Linked DNA regions of Mus musculus: regions 2, 3, 4 and 5 are each linked to region 1. The links are chromatin contacts, called in public Hi-C and promoter capture Hi-C maps. All regions are on one chromosome and are shown on one strand. Each heading gives the region's core, a stretch centred on a gene start, on an enhancer-like site or on the middle of the called end of the contact. The rest is flanking DNA. Distances are from core to core; before and after follow the strand shown. Region 1 holds the start of Lsm14a (LSM14A mRNA processing body assembly factor). Region 2 holds the start of Uri1 (URI1, prefoldin-like chaperone). Region 3 holds the start of Ccne1 (cyclin E1). Region 4 holds the start of Pmis2 (PMIS2 transmembrane protein). Region 5 holds the start of D530033B14Rik (RIKEN cDNA D530033B14 gene).

The links. Promoter capture Hi-C pulls out the DNA fragments that hold promoters and counts their contacts. A called contact is a pair of places that touch in the nucleus more often than the background predicts.
Region 2: a Hi-C map of B cells shows a contact between it and region 1, with 6 read pairs. The contact joins the promoter of Uri1 here to the promoter of Lsm14a in region 1. A contact is called at or near these places in 3 of 39 promoter capture datasets (cranial neural crest, maxillary cranial neural crest and pre-B cells) and 1 of 484 Hi-C or Micro-C datasets (B cells).
Region 3: a contact with region 1 is called in a promoter capture Hi-C map of second pharyngeal arch cranial neural crest. The contact joins the promoter of Ccne1 here to the promoter of Lsm14a in region 1. A contact is called at or near these places in 4 of 39 promoter capture datasets (cranial neural crest, maxillary cranial neural crest, pre-B cells and 1 more).
Region 4: a contact with region 1 is called in a promoter capture Hi-C map of embryonic stem cells. The contact joins the promoter of Pmis2 here to the promoter of Lsm14a in region 1. A contact is called at or near these places in 2 of 39 promoter capture datasets (cranial neural crest and embryonic stem cells).
Region 5: a contact with region 1 is called in a promoter capture Hi-C map of liver, with 4 times the contacts expected there. The contact joins the promoter of D530033B14Rik here to the promoter of Lsm14a in region 1. A contact is called at or near these places in 3 of 39 promoter capture datasets (cranial neural crest, frontonasal cranial neural crest and liver) and 1 of 484 Hi-C or Micro-C datasets (CD4 T cells).

What each region holds. Positions count from the first base shown.
Region 1 is chr7:34,388,395-34,391,094 of GRCm38.p6, reverse strand. Lsm14a (LSM14A mRNA processing body assembly factor) reads left to right here and starts at 1,390. Exons shown (of 11, transcript NM_025948.3): 1 at 1,390-1,737. The coding sequence starts at 1,617. It overlaps Gm12764 (predicted gene 12764), which reads right to left and starts at 2,482. Exons shown (of 2, transcript NR_169160.1): 1 at 2,087-2,482.
Region 2 is chr7:38,018,278-38,020,977 of GRCm38.p6, reverse strand. Uri1 (URI1, prefoldin-like chaperone) reads left to right here and starts at 1,426. Exons shown (of 11, transcript NM_011274.5): 1 at 1,426-1,868. The coding sequence starts at 1,758.
Region 3 is chr7:38,106,123-38,108,822 of GRCm38.p6, reverse strand. It overlaps Ccne1 (cyclin E1), which reads left to right and starts at 1,333. Exons shown (of 12, transcript NM_007633.2): 1 at 1,333-1,501; 2 at 1,994-2,036; 3 at 2,140-2,227; 4 at 2,476-2,544. The coding sequence starts at 2,023.
Region 4 is chr7:30,670,343-30,673,042 of GRCm38.p6, reverse strand. Pmis2 (PMIS2 transmembrane protein) reads left to right here and starts at 1,438. Exons shown (of 2, transcript NR_027849.1): 1 at 1,438-1,543; 2 at 1,863-2,321.
Region 5 is chr7:38,182,390-38,185,089 of GRCm38.p6, reverse strand. D530033B14Rik (RIKEN cDNA D530033B14 gene) reads left to right here and starts at 1,308. Exons shown (of 1, transcript NR_165180.1): 1 at 1,308-2,518. It overlaps 1600014C10Rik (RIKEN cDNA 1600014C10 gene), which reads right to left and starts at 1,303. Exons shown (of 4, transcript NM_028166.3): 1 at 1,191-1,303.

The DNA of each region.
Region 1 (2,700 bases), core at 141-2,640:
GGCTCAGCGCACCAGACATCCTACTTGCTGCCTGTGTTCGGCTCTTATCCCAGTTGTTCACTCTTGCAGCAAATGTCTACCGAGCAGCTGTCCTGGGCCGGTTGCTACACTTGGCCCCAAGGATGATGCAAACAGTGTCTAAAACCAGAAACCCTTCCTCAAAATATTTGCATTCTAGCCAAGAAGGGAGACAAACACTTATGACTAAATAGACAAATGCGATGGGGGGTAGGGAGGGAGCAAGGCAAGAAGAGGGGTGTAAAGCGAGATCTACTGTAGTTTTGTAAATACATCACCTCTTAGGGCAGCTTTGAGCAGAGTATAATGAACTGTGGAAGCTGTGAGAAGAAGGGATGCTTGGAACAGTATGGAGCTGTGTAACAACAAATTAAATCATCCATGCCCTCATAAGCCAAACTAGGAAGTCTGGTTTTCACCTTGTGTAAAATGTAACCTGTGGAGCGCACTGAGTAGACGGATGTTATCTTGAGTTGAACAAAAGTCCAAAATCTCTTGCTACTTGAACATGATTCCCCCTGACTGCTGTGTTAAGAAAAACCTAGTAGGGGTAAGAGAAATAGAATTCTTCGGGAGCTACTGCCAACAACTCTGGCCAGGGTAACTGAGGCGTTATATAGAGCTGTACGGATGGAGACGGTCCAGCCTGAACAGACAAGATTTATAGTTAGGACAGGTGTGGAGGTGTAAGACAATCCAGGACTGGGGTCTTAGCTACTAAGCAAACGTTCCCGGTTCATAGTTACCTCCGAGAACAAGCTAGAGGGACGAGTTTGGAGTAAAACCGAAGAGTTACATCTCTGGATGCAAAGTTTTAAGATGCCAATTTGGTATCCGATCGGAGAGATGATCGTTATTAAGAAAGTGGAGCTGACATTAAGTGATCAAAGCGGCAGAGAAACACTTGGACTGGTGTTTCTTGCATAGTTAGTGACCGGGAACATCTTGAAAGCTAGGACACGGATCAAGCCGCATAAAAAGGGTTGGACTCAGTTTGGGGGACAGAGTCCCAGAGCCTCCCGGAGCGGCAGCCCTTGGAGTGTGAGACTCCTCAGGCGAAGATGGCTGCTCTGGCGTTTACAGTGAGAGTTCCGTGGCCCGCGGAGAGCGGCTCCGGAGCTGGGAGGCGACCGCTTACAAAGACTCTGGGCTCGTACCAAAGTGCAGCCCGCCTAGAAATGGCAGAGGCCGCAGTCAGCATCACCAGGCGGGATGGGCCCTCGTCTAGTCTTCCCGCGACATCTAGGTGCCGTGAAAACCTTCCACGTCGGGAGCGCAAGCCAAGCGCTCTGGGCCGCCGCGGAAAGAGCCCGGGACCGTCCGTGAGCTCGGCGAGTCTCGCGAGAAAGCACGCCGCCTCGCCCTCCCGGCATGCCCTGCGCCGCCGCCGCTGCTGCCGCCGCCGCCGCCGCCGCGCCGCGGTTTGAGGGCGGGAGGCTGGGGGAGGGTAAGCGGAGCCGGCGCGGCCGCCATGTTGGTTCTGAGGCGGCTGCTGTGAGGCGCCGACGGAGGGAGCGAGCGAGCGGGCGGGCGGGCGGAGCGGCGGGCGCAGCGCGGGATCTGACTGAGTGCGAGCGGCGGGCGACGGCGGCGGCGCCATGAGCGGGGGCACCCCTTACATCGGCAGCAAGATCAGCCTCATCTCCAAGGCGGAGATCCGCTACGAGGGCATCCTCTACACCATCGACACCGAGAACTCCACGGTAGCCCTCGCCAAAGGTACGGCGGGGCGGGCCTCGGGGTTTTGGGGGGCGCGGGTAGAGCGCCCCGCCGCCCTCGCGCTCTTCTCCCTCTGCGGTCCTCACGGGCCTCGCTCCCTCCCGGCCCCCAAGCGACAAGGGCCGGGCTGCGGCCTCCCCGGGCTCCCCGGGCTGCTTCCTTTCCCCCGAAGCTCCGCGCCTTCCATCCGGGGAACGAGTGCGCGGCGCCCGGGGCGGGGCGATGCTAAAGTCCCGGGAACCAGCCGGAGAACACACCCAGGTTCGCGGCTTCCAAGACCGAAATTCGGTCGTTCCTTCTTCGGAAGCGCCGAACAAAGCCGGAGGAGTCGAAGAATCTTGACGCCTACCTCGAGATGAATGCGGATGTGTTGATTCCTCGGGCACCCATTTTCTCAGCGTTCTTCGTCTGGGTCGGTGGCGACGGTTGTCGAGTGAACTCCTAAGGAGTGTGCTCCAAACTTTGGGTTTGCGCCGCAGACTTGTGATCTCGAAAGGCCGTTTCGTACCGTCCAGTCGATCGCATCCCGTTTGTCTCCTCTGTGATTGTTACCTGTTATGCCGGAATTCTTATGCAACCGAAGGGTGCGCGTTAAAATGCTTGCTTGCTGTCCCCATGGGCCAATTTTCTGGAACCCTGGTAGAAAGGAAAGTTTAAGTTTTGATGATCCGGGACTCTTGTACACACTTCAGAGCGAGTACTATCGGGGCGCTGACCGACTCCGCTGTACTTGGGGAGAGGAAGTTGTGTGGAAGGGGATCCCCCCCTACTTACCCCAACCCCATAGTCTGTACAGTCGATACAGTCAATTTGTGGGTTTTGTTTCCGTTCACGCGTGCTAGTGACAGGAAGGCACAAAGAAAATAAACTTGAGTTTCTGATCCTAGGGGAAGTCTTATAACAGTTTCTGATACCAGGGAGGTCTATTTTCCTACCACACCTAGTAGAATTGTTAAGAACTAA
Region 2 (2,700 bases), core at 177-2,676, 3.6 Mb before region 1:
CAAAGACTTACCCCACTGACCGACTTCCTCCACTTAGGTTCTACATTCTAAACGACATACTAAATTCCCCACCCCCTCACTTTTCAAGACAGGGTTTTTTTGTGTAGCCTTGGATGTCCTGGAACTCACTCTGTAGACCAGGCTGGCCTCAAACTCAGAGATCTGCCTGCCTCTGCCTTCCAGATTCTGGGATTAAAGGTGTGAGCCACCACTGCCTGGTACATCCTAATTTTTAAGTATCCTTCCAAATTAGTACTACCTGTTAGGGACCAAGTATTGAAACACATGGGGTCAGTTCATATTCAAAGCCCAGCACTAGAGAAGTAGCTTCTGCGGTGCCCTAGGAGTCAGGGATGCTGCTATTGGCGGGAGGCAAGATGAGTGCTCAGAGTTTGACTGTGTTTCAGAGGTTGCTGCATCTGCAGGGAGAGAAATTCATATTTACCATCTTCCCCAATCGTCCCTGCTTTTTCTTTCTTGATGCAAGTGATCAAAGGATGGATGTGGACTTGGGAGCTGGAACAGAAGTGGAAGATAGGGGCAAACAGACCCACAGAGGGCCAGAATTCTGCAGGTGCCTGCCAGCCTGTTCCTATACACACAATACTGAGGTAATAGGATCTATGCCTATTGTCCGGGCTTGGGATAGAGTTAGGACAAGGCCACAAGGTAGACTAGAGGACTGCCACAAACAGAGGCTGCACAAAGGGCTAGGGGGAGGAAGTGAGTCCAAGAGATTTATTCAGCTCAGGCTGGCCTGGAACTTGCTATGTGGACCAGGCTGGCTTCAAACTCACAGATACCCTCCTGCCTCTGCCTTCAAACTGTTGGGGATTAAAGGTGTGCTCCCTGCTCCAGCTTCCAATTTTTAAAATACTGAGTGGAACAGGGATGGGGATTTAGCTCAGTTGGTAGAGTGCTTGTCTAGCAAGTCCAAAGCCATGCATTTGGTCCCCACTGTTAAACAAAACACCAGAATTATAAAATACATGGGATAGGGCAGCAGCTGTTGTTGAAAAATGTGCTACACAGTGCATACGTAGTAACATAGTAATATTAATACTGCAGCTTAATATATGTAAGGAAAATTGTAATGTGTACAGTAATTAATACATACGCAAAAATATAGTTGTATATTGTGCATTTTAGCTCATTAAACCACATTAGTTCATTAAAAGGCATGGGAAACAGCTGAATTTGATAAAATTAAATGAGCTTATGAAACAGTCTCAGTGCTCATATTAAGTTCCTACCACCACAGGCAGCGCCAAGCGAATTGGGACCCACTATCCCGCCGCCTCTCATCCTGTGCAGGGGTCCTGAGCGGCTCAGCCTCCACCCCACCCGGAGGCCCTGTCCCCGCCATAGCCCCGCCCCCTAGGGCGGAGCTTGAGAGCTTCCCGGCGTGCTGCGCGGGCGGGGCGAGGGGCGGGGCGTGCGCGGAGGCGCGGCAGTCGCGGGACGCTAAGCTGGGCCCGGTTGCGGGAGAAGAGCGTGGCGCGCCTGGTGTAGGGCCTGCTGCTCCGAGGCGGCGGCGGCGGCGGCGGCGGCGGTATGCGCGTGTGAGATGCGGCCGCGGGTAGCCCGGACGCGAGCGGCGGCCCCCGGGGCAGCGGCGAAAGTGAGCGCGGCCTCTTCAGAGAGAGGCGTGCAGTGCATGAGGGCGAGCGCGCGGGCGCTGGGCATCCGCCGGCCACGCCGTCTCCATAAACACTTGTTTAGGACTTGTTCGCCTCGCTGAGGCTGCGGCGCCGGGCATGGAGCCCCCGTCCGAACCCGAGCCCGAGCCCCAGCCCCTTGCAGAGGCCTCAGCCGCCGCTCCGCTGCGCGCACCAGAGGTGGCGCGGCTTCGCGAGGAGCAGGAAAAGGTAACAGGCCGCGCTTGGTTCCGGCCCTGGCCGGCTTCCGCATGTGGCCGCGACACTCTGAGCAACCTCTAATGCGGCCAGCCCTCTGCGTGAAACCGAGATCCCCACGCGCGAGCTGCGCAGCCTCGGGCCGCGGGGACCACGGGAGAAACTTTTGTCACGTGCATTTGTTGTCTTTTGTCGGTGGCCCTTTGACCTTCCCCGGAAGGGATGCGGGGATGTGGGGAATACAGAGGATGCAGGGGATAGGATAATCGGTTGACCCTGAACTGAGAGAGCAATTGTTGGGACTAAATAAAAATACGTGTTTTTTTTTTTTTCCTTTTTGGTTCGGGGATTACACTGTGAACAGAAGTGGTCACTCTTTTTACCCCTTAGCTATTTATTATCTAAACGTTGGTACAATGCGCGCGTGCGCACACACACACACACACACACACACACACACACACACACACACACGAGATATCCTTATTTGATTGAGCGTCCAAGTTTGACTACGTTGGTGATGATGCACTTCCTGTGCAATCCAGCTCTTAGGTTTAGTAGTCGACAAGAGAGAAGGCCTTTGTTAAATTTTAACTTCAAGCCTTTATTAAACAAGGCTTTCCCCACTTTTTTTTTTTTTTTTTGATCTACCAGAGGAGAGGAGAATGCTTAGAATCTCCGAATGGGAATTATTATATATTTTTTTTTATAAGGAAATGTTATGTAGTTAAGAACTACAGCTCGATTGTTAAATGTGAAATTGTCCTGTGGATTCTGTAGGTTTTCAAGTTGATTCTCCTGACGTGCCTTGAAATTCTTTGAAAAGCGACATTTAATTTGCTTA
Region 3 (2,700 bases), core at 84-2,583, 3.7 Mb before region 1:
CAGACCTGGGTCAGTGTGGGTTTCTTTTCTCTCTTTCTTTCTTTCTTTCTTTCTTTCTTTCTTTCTTTCTTTCTTTCTTTCTTTCTTTCTTTCTTTCTTTCTTTCTTTCTTTCTATATCATTTACTAACATAAGGGAAGTGACCCTTTTGGTCCAAGATACAGAAGGGGCAACGGGATAAGAAAACAGAGTGAACAAGAGATTGGAAGAAACAAGTGCTTTGCCATAGTTTAACACTGGAGGGGACGTCCTGGGGAAAGGTACGCCGGAGAGGAAGTGGTTACCAAAGACCTTCAAGTTTTCCGGAAGCACAAACAGCTGGAATGGGTCAGAAGAGAGTAAAGCAAGCTCTGAGGCTCTGGGGTGCGAAAGGGCACCGGATGCTGGATCCAGCAGCTCGGGCGGAGGGCTGAAGGTCAGGTCTGGGGTGGGTGAGGGTCACTTCACGTTTGTGAGGCATGTGCATACTCTGAGGTTGATGAAAACACTTGGAGTAAAATTATAGGCTGGAGACTGCCTCACCTCATGGGGACCTAAGGGTCAGAGAGGCTTTCTGCAAACGGGTTGGGCCCATGTGTGCTAGAGGCACAGAAATGTGCTTGGGTAGCCTAATGAATGAATGAATGGGTGGATGAATGGACCAGAAACACTGACAGGTTAAAGGACCTGCTGCTGGTCCACAGGAGACCTAACAGCAGCAGCCTGAATGCTGGTTCCGGTCCCAGGAGCCACAAGCTGTTGTGACCTTGGGGACACCCACGCGCCGGACTCGGCCCGGAACTCTGCGTCTCAGGGGCGGGGAGGACGAGTCAGGAGGGACAGTGCGCGCGCGCGGGAGACCGGCGGATGACGGGTTCTTAACTCCGGGCCCTCCCGTGCCTCACTCCAGTCAAGCCCGGCCGCCGATCATTGCGATCTGCCCTGCTGACATTCCACTTGGGCGGCCCATGCCGCTCCTCCCGGCCCCGCACGCTCAGAATCCTTCAGGCGCTCGCGCCAAGATTCTCCCGCGTCAGCGAGCCCGCCCCGCAGCCGCGCGCGCCAGACGACTCTCCCGCGTCCCGCCCCGCGCAGGCCCCGCCTACCACGTCCGCACCCCGCCCCCGGCGCGCAGGCCCTGACATCTAGCCCCACCCCTTTAGTGCATGCCACGCCCGTAAAAGAACACGCCCCCCGGGAGGCCACGCCCCCACCAGAGCTCCTCGCTGGTCCGCGCGGCGACGGGGCGGGCCCCGGGCCTGCGGCGGCCGCTGAGGGGCTCGCAGCCCTCGGGGCGGGGCGCGAGGGCGGGACGGGGCCGGTGCCGCGCGCTGGGATTTTTAAATGTCCCGCTCGAAGCCGGGCGCAGGAGCAGCCGGCTCGACAGCCAGCGCGGTGTAGGGGGCAGGCGCGGATCCCGCCAGCGCCGCGCGCTCGGCCGCCGCCTCCCGCCTCCTGCTTCCCGCTCGCCGTCGGCCTCCTGCCCGCTCGAGCGCGCCTGCCTGCGGCGGACACAGCTTCGGGTACGGGCTGCCTGGACTCCCGGGACTCCCGGGACTCCCACGACTCCCAGGCGTCCGGACCGGGTCCGACCAGACCGGACCGGGCCCGGGTGGGGGTGGGGCGAGGCCGGGTCACCCGGTCCCCTGAGGTATCAGCTCGGGGTGCCCCGGCCGGGGTGGCTGTGAGAGACGGGTCAGGGGTAGGTGTAGAAAGGGACACTGAGGCAGCCCCGGCCCCGAGGACGGTGATGGAGCGGGGGGTCCTCTTGAAGGGCGGCTGGGCCTCCATCCCCAACCTCAGGTTCGGACCCAGGGTCGCAGGCTGCTGGCGGCGCCTGCGGGTGACAAGCCACCCGGGCCCATCGGCCATTTTCCCGGCCGGCCTCCGGGCCCAGGAGGCTCCCGCCGCCGCCGCCCGCGCGGGAGGGGGGAGGGGTGCCCGGGACGAACTGGAAGACTCAGGTCCCCTCTGCGGGCCGTGCTCACCACGATGCTTGCTTGTTGTCCTCCCAGGTCTGAGTTCCAAGCCCAAGTCCTGAGCCATGCCAAGGGAGAGGTGAGTGGCCTCCCTGCTGCGGGAGGGTAAGGGTGAGTAGCGGTGGGGGAGGGGCGGCCTGAGTTTTTGGGGAGCAGCACCCCATGACACCATGCCCTTGCAGAGACTCGACGGACCACAGCAACATGAAAGAAGAAGGTGGCTCCGACCTTTCAGTCCGCTCCAGAAAAAGGAAGGCAAATGTGGCCGTGGTGAGTACAAAGGATACAGGTTGGGAAGGGGACAGCCCACCCCCCCTTCCATCTTACCTGGGTACCAAATTTGGTTCTTCTTACCTACTAGTGAAAAGAATTAGTTGAGAGAGAGGTTTCCTTTAGTTGAATGTCGTTCATGACCTAACAAACATTTCCCCCTTTTTCTCTTGTGTTTTTTGTCTTTGGGTCGCACCATGTGGACCCATGGTGGACCGGGATTTTTTTTTTTTTTTTTTTTTTTTTAGTTTTTGCAAGACCCAGATGAAGAAATTGCCAAGATTGACAAGACTGTGAAAAGCGAGGATAGCAGTCAGGTAGGTCTGCTGCCTACAGGGTATTCTGCCTCCTGGGTTCCAGGTTTTCTTTCTTCCAACTTTCCCAAAACAGAGCTGCAGGCCACATGGCTGAACCTCTGAAGCTTGTCAATGTGGCCTGGTCTCAGTTGGGCCTGGGGTTGTGGGAGGGGTTTG
Region 4 (2,700 bases), core at 189-2,688, 3.7 Mb after region 1:
ACCTGGCTGTAGTGAAGATCCCTGTCTCAGTGGGATTCCCTAACTTTTACATGGTAAACCCACGGATTAGCTAGGCCATTGTGTTTGGGTGAGACTGGCTACTGCCTCAAGTAAACACTCTGCAGACCAGCCCTGAGCTATTATGGCTAGGTTCTTTGTAATGCCTAATTAGTTTCACTGTCTCTACTAGAAGTAAATCTGAATGTTACTGAATAGGTAACCTCACTGGATTCCTACTGAATTCCCAGTTTGTCGGCTTTAAGGTCTTTCTGGGACATTGGAACACTGGCGAAGGCTTAGCTATGTCAGAATTCAATCTTTAAAGGCACTTATAATAAGACAATAGTAAAAGAGAGCACGTGGATCCATACACCACACTAACGCGGGGATAGGGTATGAATATACGGATTATGAGAACGCCAAAGTTCCAGGAGGTGAGTTTCCTTGAAACTCTTTGCCTCATGAGTGCTCCCAGGCTTCTCGGCCTGCCAAGCAAACTTCACTGGAGTGTGCGTAGCAGTGAGGCAGCAGGAACCTGGGGCAATCTGAAGAGTACACCCTGATGACTTCCTATGCCATTTGTATTTTTATAAACAGTTCTGGGGGACTAAAACCATTGAGCTATATCTACATTTAAGTGGCATTCCACTTTAAGGCAGTTCTTACATACATACATACATATATACATACATACATACATACAATTTTTCTTCCAGATATATAGGGAGTATGTCTGCAATCCTTATACTTCAGAAGGCAGAAAAGAGAGGGTCAAGAGATCAAACTCATTCTTGGCTGTCAAGTGAATTCCAGGCCAGCCTGGGCTATATGAAATCCTTTCTCAAATGCTGGGATTATAAGTGGCCACAGCTCACTCGGTTCTATCTATCTATCAATCTATCTATCTGTCTATCTATCTATCTATCTATCTATCTATCTATCTATCTATCTATCTATCTATCTACCACTTATCTTTCTTTCTACAGGTAAGATTTTGCTATTGAGACCTGGCAGGCATTATTTTGAGACAGGGCATCACTATGTAGTCCCAGAACTGGCTGTGTAGACCAAGTTGGCACTGCATTTACAGAGATTGGGAGATCTGCCTCAGTCTCTCAAGTGCTGTGATTAAAGATGGTCGCCACAATGCCTGGCTAAATCTAGCTTTCTCACAGGTTTATCTACCTACTCTTCTGAGGCCTTCCTTCTCCTATCCCTTGGTACTCGGCAGAAGAAAGAGGCAAGAGGCAGACTTTCCCACAATCAATCCCTGTGAGGGTACAAGAACAAAGTTGTCACAGCACCACACTTCCTTGGCACCAACTGTCTAAAAACAGCGCGACCACGCCCACCTCTTGAGAGTAGCCAATCAGGACTGGAGATGTCCTTACAGCCATTGTGAAGAATGTCCTTTGACTGCGCAGCTCTTAGGATTCTGGGTAGGGCCCGGGGAAGTTCGGTGGATCTGGGTCTCTATTTTCAAGACACCAGGATCTGTCATTGAGTGAAAAGATCATGGATACAGACGAACAAGGAGCCCCAGGTAGGAAGCCACTAGACCGTCCACAGACTCCAGATGAACTGAAATTTTACGCTCGGAATTATGTCATGCTGGCTCTCTTGGCGATGATTCTTTTCCTACCCTTTGGGATATTAGCCATATACTTCAGCATCCAGGTAAAAGTATCCCCGCCCCACCCCCCGCCCGCCTCCACTGCTCATCCTATCCTCTGCTTGCCACCTGCAACTGTTTGTGTCCTAGGTCTTGGGTCGGGCTCTTCCCACAGTGGCTATAGGGCTCCAACCCTCCTTCCAAGAGCTTCTTGTCTCAGAAACCCATACTCATGCTCCTACCCTTACAGACCAACGAAGCCAATAAATGCAGCAACTGGGAAGACGCCTACCGGAACTCATCTCGAACTATGTGGTTTAATATGTTGGCCATAGTAGCCTTTGTAGGCATCATTTATATACTTGTCCTAGTCCTATGAAAGCTACACATCAGCATCTACGGGCTCCTCCCCCAACAGACATGCTCACTTAGACTTTGACCAGCCATCAAGAAGAAACTCAGAGCTTCAGAAATGCCCTTGCCAAGAAACCCACCAACCAAAAAACTCAACATCCAAAAAACGGCCCCAGGCAGGCCACCTGACTACACTCCACCAGTTCATTCTCATTTGTCTTCCACGGCTGTCTAAAAGCATCTTGGAAGTCCACATCTCAAGTTCTAAATCTGCATAAGCCACTGAGCTGCTCTTTCATGAAAAAAAAAAAAATCACATTTCTGAGCCCAATAAAATTGAAGGGAATATCCCGGCTTTGCCTGTGTCTGGGTGTAGATGTTTCTCTGGATCAATAATAGTTTCACTGGAGCTATGTTGGCTTAGACCCTGTGAAAGTCAGACTGCAATAATGGTGCCAGGCTCTGTGGCACACATTTATAATCCCAGAATTTGGGAAGCAGAGACACTTACAAACACACACACATATTTTTTAAAATTGCACGTCTTTGATTTCCTGAACCTGTTTTTGTTGTAAAGTATACATAATAATTCATAATAAGATGGGAGTGTGTTTAGGAATCTGAATGTGTGTTTACTCTACATGACTTCCCTCTCAAGCTGAGGTGCTGGGCTTTTGGTGTCTCAGAGCAGGAAAAAAACAAAAAGCAAAAAACCAGAAACCTTGGCCACGTGT
Region 5 (2,700 bases), core at 59-2,558, 3.8 Mb before region 1:
GCGCAGAAGACAGGACCTTCCCACGGGAGCAGAACGACTTCAATAATGCTGTCCTCAAAACAGGTCCTGTTCACCGGAAGTCCATCTGCCAGCCATAGGGAAGACAAAAGCTAACTGGGAGCCCTGATGTCCTATAGTCACCCAGACTGGAGGGAAGATGACAGCAGGGCTCCCATACACAGAGGAGGTGAAAAACTCAAACCTTTGGACAGCAGCCTGACCTGAGTCCAATCAAGTTGTGAGGAACAGAGGAGGAGGCCTCAGAGTAACAGGGGGCTCCATGTTCTTTATAGCAATCTTAGACGAAGCTGGGATTCAAATCCCCAGAGTAGAGGGAGGAAATGTGTCAGGGGTAGGGGGTGGGTAAGGGGAGGCTGCAGGGAGAAACAAACAGAAACTGAGTGGAAAACAGGTCTTTGGCCAAATAGCAATATTTGCTCCCCTGTCTGGAATTCCCCAGTTGTACTCTGTCCTCTGTGAAGTTCATCACCCTGTTCTTCCAGCCTACTAAGTTGTTTACTTACTTGATTGTTGGTATTTAAAAATAAGAAGATATCGAGGGTGTGCTGGCTCCCTCCCATAACCCCAGCATGGGGGAGGCTATGGTAGGACTCCCAGATCAAGACCAGTGAAGGTTACATAGTGAGACCCAGTCTCAAACTAACAGCAATAATACAATCTTACATATATCTTAGATCTTCCTAATTTCTCTTGAAAGATCAGAAGTGGTCAGTGGTAGGTTCGCTACATAGCTCGCAGAGTTAACTGACACCCATCACTCAGCAGCACCGTGCCCTCTGCACCCGGCCATGCATGCACCTTATCTACTTAGTCATAGAAGAACGTTTTTCAACAACAGCTCCAATTAATCTGGCCCTTTGATCCCCTGACATTCATTCCTGGCCATCCCTAAGCTAGAGCCCAGATTTCCTCCCTCTCTGGGCCAAGCACAGCAGTCCGCTAGGCAGAAGGCATAAACTGTGGGAAGACACCGCACCGCGCACGCGCACTCCCAAGCATCCAGGTTGCGGCTGGAAGCGCACGGAGCTGCTGACTACTCCAACCTCGGCGCTGCAGCTTAGGCCTTCAGTGTCTCAGGTCCTTTGCATTGAGATGAACAGCTCTAGCACTGGGCCTGACACCGTAGGGTCCCCGACCGGCTTCGCAGACCCCGGCTTCCCCGCGCGCACCTTTACCGAGCTGGAGTCTGGGACCGCCAAGGCACTGAGGCCGGCTCTGCTCTGCCAGCTCCAGAGAGGCGTTCACAGGCCACCGCCACCCTGGCTCCGCCCTCCCACCTTCCGGCTCCGCCGGCCTTCCGGGTCGCCGAGCTCTGGGTCCCCATGAGTCTGGGTCCTCAAGATGGGACAGGCCTGGGGAAAGATCTTGATGGCGGGGCGAGGCGTCCCTTCCGCGCCCCAGCGTCTGATTGACTGACACCAAGACCCAGGCTAGGAAGCTCTGTGCCTGCGGAAATGGGGAGCATCTGGGAGGGGACTCTGTGTCGCGAGGACCCGCTGCCCCCACTTCCTCTCCGCCTGGCCACCCCACTCAGTGCCCAACCTCACGTTTAGGATCTGGGACGGTTCCTGGAAGGTTCTCCTCGATCGCCCTTTGCGCTGGCTGGGTCTGTGACTTGCCGGACCCTTTCTCCCACAGGGTCCTGGACCTGGGAGATGATAGAGGGGCTTGGCTGTCAGGAGCGACTGCTGGTTAATTAACGCTGGGGCCTGCGTGGGACGCGCAGGGGCTGGTATAGCTTTCAGACCTCCTAAGACCAGAACAGAGCCCACTCCACTTGCAGGGCAAAGGGAGCCACTCAGAAAGAGAGCAGAGTAACAGAAAAATCCAGAGAGGCCTAGGGAGCAGTCCCCGCCCCCTGGTCCCAAGGACTCTAGGGCTGGCCTGAAAATATGCCAAATCTGGTATCTCTCCCAATACTGAACTTTAACCCTGAGCAAAGTCTTGAGTACGCACGGTTGTCAGTGACAAACTAGATACAGAGGGACTGGGCTAGCCAATGCCACCCAAATAGAGAGTGTGGCGAGCGAACTCCAGTCTAGGTCCAAGTGGCCCCTAGCGCGATCTGCCAGGTGGGGGTGGAGAGCTGCTGCGGGCATACAGATGATCTGTGCAGGGCCATATTATTTCTTCTTTTCTGTCTTCTTAGAAGGCCTCGAACCCCTTTTAACATCAAGATTCTCCTGGCTGGAGTGGAAAAGTCTGTGCGTTTTCGAGTAGGAGCTTTTGCCCGAGTTTGGGTGACTTTCAAGAGCCAAAGTTAACTGAGGCTAAGAATAGATTAGCTCCTTGCTCTCTGTGGAGCTATGAGGTGAGGCGCTTCAATGTCCCCCGCGGGCAGCGCCCTCTGGTGGCAAGGTCGAGAACCGGACTCGCTTGTTTTCTCCTTTGCCTAAATATCAGAAGTATGTAGCAATGATGGGAACAGGAAAGTTCAGTGGAGAATAGAGACTAGGCTATAAGACATCCACACCGACGATGAATAAAGCCCTAAAATTATCACCCTGACACCTAGAAGTGTTCCTAGACAGCCAGTAGCGGCTGAGGCCGTCTGTGAAAGAGGTGCACAGTAGGTGTGTGTACATCCACAATCCTGTTACTCAGATAGAGCTCCTTCTGAGGCAGAAAGCTCAACAATTTGAGGCTAGCTACCAGGTGCAGGGGTGTACACCTTTAATC